Regions from separate parts of the Mus musculus genome. Here region 1 is linked to region 2. Evidence: chromatin contacts called from public promoter capture Hi-C data. All regions are on one chromosome and are shown on one strand. Each heading gives the region's core, a stretch centred on a gene start, on an enhancer-like site or on the middle of the called end of the contact. The rest is flanking DNA. Distances are from core to core; before and after follow the strand shown. Region 1 holds the start of Smcr8 (Smith-Magenis syndrome chromosome region, candidate 8 homolog (human)). Region 2 holds the start of Gemin5 (gem nuclear organelle associated protein 5).

Region 1 (2,700 bases), core at 57-2,556, 2.6 Mb before region 2:
GGCTGCAAGTCAGGGATCTTCGTCTTCTGACGAGGGTATGAGCGGATCTGCCTCAGCAAATCTTGATGTTCGATGATGGACTTCTCCACATTGGCCAGTTCATTGGCTTTCTCAATCGCCTGAGAAGAATAAAAACCCTTGTCGTTGGCTTTCTTCTGGATCTCGGTTTCTGTGTGTAGCACTGTCCTTGTGTAATCCAAGTCTTTCAGCTTTTTTTCAAGTTCCCCAGCGAATGCCTTCCTGTTGCCCATCTTCAAGCACTCAGATGCTTTGGAAAATTCGGCCGAGAGCTCTTGGAACTGCTGCATGATTTTATGCTGGTCTGCGGAGATATAAGCCATACAAAAGGGCCTCACAAAGCCCCTGGCCTCCAGGTCGTACAAGGTGAGGTGGTGCACATATGCAAAGGCCCCTTCCTTAGAGTCTCCCAGTACCACTTTAGAGTCTTCCACAAAGTTCAACTTGGGGTAGGCAGAACCGGGAGGATGGCCTACGAATGAAGCCTGGTAATCCACCGACATAATCCGCAAAGAGAAGTAATTAAGATCAAAAGTGCCAAAAACTTTGGTGTCATTGGGGATGGTAAGCAAGGGCTGGGGTCCCACCTGCTCAGAGAACTCGGAAATGAGGATGAAGTCCCTGGAGAACTTGGCCCCAGACAGTTTAGACCAGGGGTTTGCCCCCTGGCTGGCATAAGGAAAGAGAGGGACTGAGTACTCCTCAGGCAAAGCGGGCTCATTGTAAGGTTCTTCCTCGTATTCATCTTCCTTGGTGAAGGCCACCACATCAGGGGCGCTGATCATATTTCCTGAAATATGGCAAGCACATTGAGAGGAAATGGAAAATAATGTAGGGTTGGTCGGAGGGAGAGTCAGGCCTCTGGATGCGAAAACGAAGTTCTTGCGGCCTTCTTTGCACTTCCGGGGATCCTAAACTGCCCTGTCACACAACGAAGAACTCGAATTGCCGCAGACTCTCAAGGTTTGGGACCTGTGATGCCCTGGGCAAGCCTCATGAACTCCAAAGCTGCAGGTCCAGATGACGGAGGCTGGCCATTCTCCAGCGTTTGCCCGGGCCGGCGCAAGGTTCCTGAAGCTAGGTCACCAGCACTCCCCGGAACCTACCGGCGACATCAACAGTCCCAGCTCTGATCGTGTCATTAATCCTCGCCACGGGCTACCGCAGAATCAGTCAAATGAGTCTCCCCACGACCTAAGGGCAGAAACTGTCGCCGCTCCTAGGACCGTACTGTCCCAGGGAAGCTACCGCGGCACCGCCATCTTGGTATCACATGACTCCCCAGCATCAGCGTCGCGTGACCCGGAAACGCCCACACAGACTTCCAAGTTAGTGGCGCCTTTTAAGAGGCCCTGCCAATCAGATCTTCCAGAGGACAAGTCCCGTTAACTACCCATTGTCATAAAGAAAAGGAAAGTAGAATACAGTGGGGTGGAAGGGAGGAGGAGAAACGGTGTTGGAGGAACGTGCACAGGGCATGAGGCATTCTGGGAGTTGTAGTTCAAGGCTGCTTAGTGGCGCAGTGGGCGGAAGTTGTCTGTGAGCGCGAGTTTAAGCGAGACTCGGACGTGTGGGTTTCTGATCGAGGCGGCAGTTGCCTGGAAAAACTGCATTTATTAAGGTGGCTCTCACAGTTCCTCGTGGCTTTTCCTCTGGGTTCTCCAGCATGCACGGGCACCCGTGGAGTTGCTGCTGGAGCAGGACCTAGGGAATGATCTTCCCGGTCACCCTCTTAGCGTTTCAGTGGCACCGACGGCCTGGAGGCCGTGCCCTGTCCCGCGCTGCCATGGAAGTGGCCTTCCGAGGAGTGCGAAAAGTTCTCTGCGTGGCGGAGAAAAACGACGCTGCCAAGGGGATCGCCGACTTGCTGTCCAACGGGCGTATGAGGCGGGTAAGAAGCACTTGGGTTCTGCTTCCCTGAGGAACGCCCACAAAGTCCGACAGCGCGTTGGGTACCGGGAGCCCGGGCGAAAGCGACTCCGCCTATTTTGCGAGAGGCCCCTCCCGGCCGCCCTCACTTCTCGGTTTCTCCCTAGCCTTCAGGCTTTTTGTAAATGTAAAACCTTTTCACGCTTTTGATAGACCTTTGCTCGCCGGATCTGTCTGCTCGGCTCACATACCAGTGGAGCATTGCTCTCCCTTCTTTGGGTCTGGAGTGTGAGAACACGTGTATTTTAAAACTCTTCCTTGGTCAATCACAAGTTCAGTAGTATTGGAAAGCGGTAACCAACTCCTTTATCTTGGCGTTCAAGCCTTACTTATGGAATCCTGTCCCTGCCTTCTGCAGACCCTGTGACTAGGGTGGTGGCACCCTAGGGGTAACACTTAGGTTTAGGAACTAGAGAAGTCAATTACTACTCCTATAGACTGATTCTAAGATACACGAAAGATAGGATTGTCTCCTGACAAAACGGAGGTGAGAAGGGTAAAACCCCAAGGACTGTTGCGTTATCATTCAGCTGGAGGCCCTTCCTAGGAGCTGTTCCCTTTTCTTTGCAAACAGTTGGATCTCCAGACCTCTGCCTCCAGTTTTAAAATACCCGGAAGGGGGAGCCAAGGTTAGGTGGGCGCTGGCCCCTAACTACTTCACCTCTTAAAAATGTCTTTGAGTAATAATTTTTTCTTTTCTGTTTTGGAGACAGGGGTCTCACGATGTAGCCCTGGCTGTCCTGGAACTTGCTA
Region 2 (2,700 bases), core at 74-2,573:
GCACACACACACACACTAAATAAATAATAAAGACTAAGAGACGAGCTAATGCGTTTGTGTGCTCCTGGCAAAACTAGTGATCAATGTGGAGTCTGGTAACCCTGAATTTAGTGCCCTTAGGCTATGCTAGCATAGGTAAGGGCTCTCTATTAATGATAGCCATTGCAAGTTTCCATATGCCACATTCAGGAAGGGCTAACAGCAGTACAGAAGTACAGTCGAATCTGAACAAGTTGCTTGGGTTTGAGTTGTAAGCAGAGTTCAATTCTTTTTTCCCTCCACACCACTAACTAGTTCTCACAGCATAGGCACTCCATTAAGCAGGAGGCGGGATGTCAAACCTCTGCTCTTTAATCTTTGAATACCCCAGTATCAGGAATCAGAATTCCCACCCAACTACAGAGTCTCTTCCTGTCCTTTCTGATTCCTGACTCATTTCATTTATTTTGACAGGCTCTCATACTATAGCCCAGGCTGCCTAGCCTGGAGCACATGGCAATCCTCCTGCCTGAGTGCTGAGCCAGAGCTCAGATTCATTCTTTTAGTATTTCAGCTAAATACACTCTTGCATCTGTCTTTAAAACACCTCCCAAAAACTGGAAAAGTACGCCGCTATGTAGCATTTAAAAACAAACAAACAAACAAACAAACAAAAACTTGCCAGGCATGGTGGCGCACGCCTTTAATCCCAGCACTCGGGAGGCAAAGGCAGGCGGATTTCTGAGTTCGAGGCCAGCCTGGTCTACAGAGTGAGTTCCAGGATAGCCAGGGCTATACAGAGAAACCCTGTCTCGAACCCCCCCCCCCCAAAAAAAAAAAAACTTAATTGGGATACTGAACTGCCTTGTCCAATCTGTCCCAGATGTTTCTCGCTTAATAATACTTGCCTTGCTGGATTGGACAAAATAAGGAGCTTTAGTTAAATACAGGTATATATGGCGGTAAATGCACACAAACGCATTAGCTCATCTCTTAGTCAACCTTGAGGTTGGTAGAAACAGGGTATTTCACATCATGTTGGCCTTTATTATTTATTTAGCGCGTGTGTGTGTGTGTGTGTGTGTGTGTGTGTGTGTGTATGTGTGTGTGTGTTGGCCTTTATTATTTATTTAGCGTGTGTGTGTGTGTGTGTGTGTGCGTGTGCGTGTGCGTGTGCGTGTGTGCTCAGTGGCTGGTTGGCGGGTTCCACAGGTCTAAATCCTTAATTAAGGAAAATATGTAACCTCAGGACCTGGAATTTAGTTCCAGGCGGCGCACGGGAGCGAGAGGCGCGGGTTGGGCCTCAACGCGCTCCGTAGCGCCCGCCTCCAGGGGCGGGGTTTAAATCGATCCCGCCCCCTCCCGCTCCACGCCGCGGTTGCGAACCACCGTCCCAGAGCTCCTCTGCTGAGCTTGGGCGGCCGCGGAGATGAAGCCGGAGCCGCGGACGCTGCCGCCGTCCCCCAACTGGTACTGCTCACGCTGCAGCGACGCGGCGCCCGGAGGCATCTTTGGCTTCGCTGCGCGGACCTCCGTCTTCCTCGTCCGCGTGGGTCCGGGTGCGGGCGCGAGCCCAGGGGCGCCCCCGTTTCGAGGTGAGCCCCTCACGGGTCGGCGCAGTCCTTCCTGCCGTCCTCTTGGGGGAGTTCTGTAAGTCGCCGGGTCCGGCGGCGCGCGCACGTGGCCTCTCTCGCTTGGAGGGACTGACCCAGCCTAGACCCGGCGTTTAGGGTGCTCCTGGCCTTCCTGCTTGGCCAAGGCCCTGCCGGCCCCTAGTACGCCCCCTGGGGTGGGGGCTGTTCTCCCTTCTCTGATCCCGCTGGGCAATTACTTGACGGTGATGTCTGTAAGATGAGTGGTGATGACACCCAGCGTTTCTGTCTTTCGTCTGTGGATGTTTCTGTTCCATGTGTGTTAAGTGACTTCTGTTTATCTGCTTGTTGTTTGTCCAGCAACATGCAGGCTAACTGTCTGGATAGTGCTTTAGTTAACCAAGTCTGGTTTTGCTTGCAGTGGTAGGAGAGTTGGTGGGACACACTGAAAGAGTATCTGGTTTCACTTTTTCTCATCACCCTGGACAATACAACCTCTGTGCCACCAGCTCAGACGATGGAACTGTGAAGGTTTGGGATGTAGAGACCAAGACTGTAGTGACAGAACACACACTCCATCAGGTAATTGTGCATCCTGAGGCCTCAGATTGTTTTAATAGATCTCATGCATATGGAGGAATGCTACTCATTTTTGTTGGCTACTTAGATATGTTGGAAAGTCTCTCAAATAACTTTTTTTTAAAGATGCATGTTTTGTTTAGAAAGTAGAGTTTCTGGTAGCAGCTGTAACTTGGCTAGGTAGAGTGCCTGGCTAGCACACTCAAAGCCCTGGGCTCAGTCCCCAGAACTGCATAAATGAACATGGTGGTGCACACCTGTAATCATAGCACTTGGGAAGTGGAGGCAAAAAGATAGATAGTCATTCTCTTTTTTATATATATATATGTATATATATAGAGAGAGAGAGAAGGGGGGGGGTGTCAGTTTTTCCAATGTATGCCTGCACACCAAAGGGGGACATTCAGATCCCGTTATAGACCGTTTAAAACTACCGTGAGAGCTCTGGGAATCAAACCTGGGACCTCTTGATAAGTAGCCACTGAGCTATTCTCCAGCCCCTAGTCACTAACTCTTTTTTTTTTTTTTTTTTTTTTTTTTTTCCGAGACA

Evidence for each region. Capture Hi-C pulls out chosen DNA fragments and counts their contacts.
Region 1: a contact with region 2 is called in a promoter capture Hi-C map of adipose tissue. The contact joins the promoter of Smcr8 here to the promoter of Gemin5 in region 2. A contact is called at or near these places in 2 of 39 promoter capture datasets (liver and pre-B cells) and 1 of 9 other capture datasets (adipose tissue).

Annotation. Positions count from the first base shown.
Region 1 is chr11:60,776,131-60,778,830 of GRCm38.p6, reverse strand. Smcr8 (Smith-Magenis syndrome chromosome region, candidate 8 homolog (human)) reads right to left here and starts at 1,306. Exons shown (of 2, transcript NM_001085440.1): 1 at 1-1,306. The coding sequence starts at 803. Top3a (topoisomerase (DNA) III alpha) reads left to right here and starts at 1,466. Exons shown (of 19, transcript NM_009410.3): 1 at 1,466-1,909. The coding sequence starts at 1,730.
Region 2 is chr11:58,167,162-58,169,861 of GRCm38.p6, reverse strand. It overlaps Gemin5 (gem nuclear organelle associated protein 5), which reads left to right and starts at 1,323. Exons shown (of 28, transcript NM_172558.3): 1 at 1,323-1,574; 2 at 1,993-2,153. The coding sequence starts at 1,409.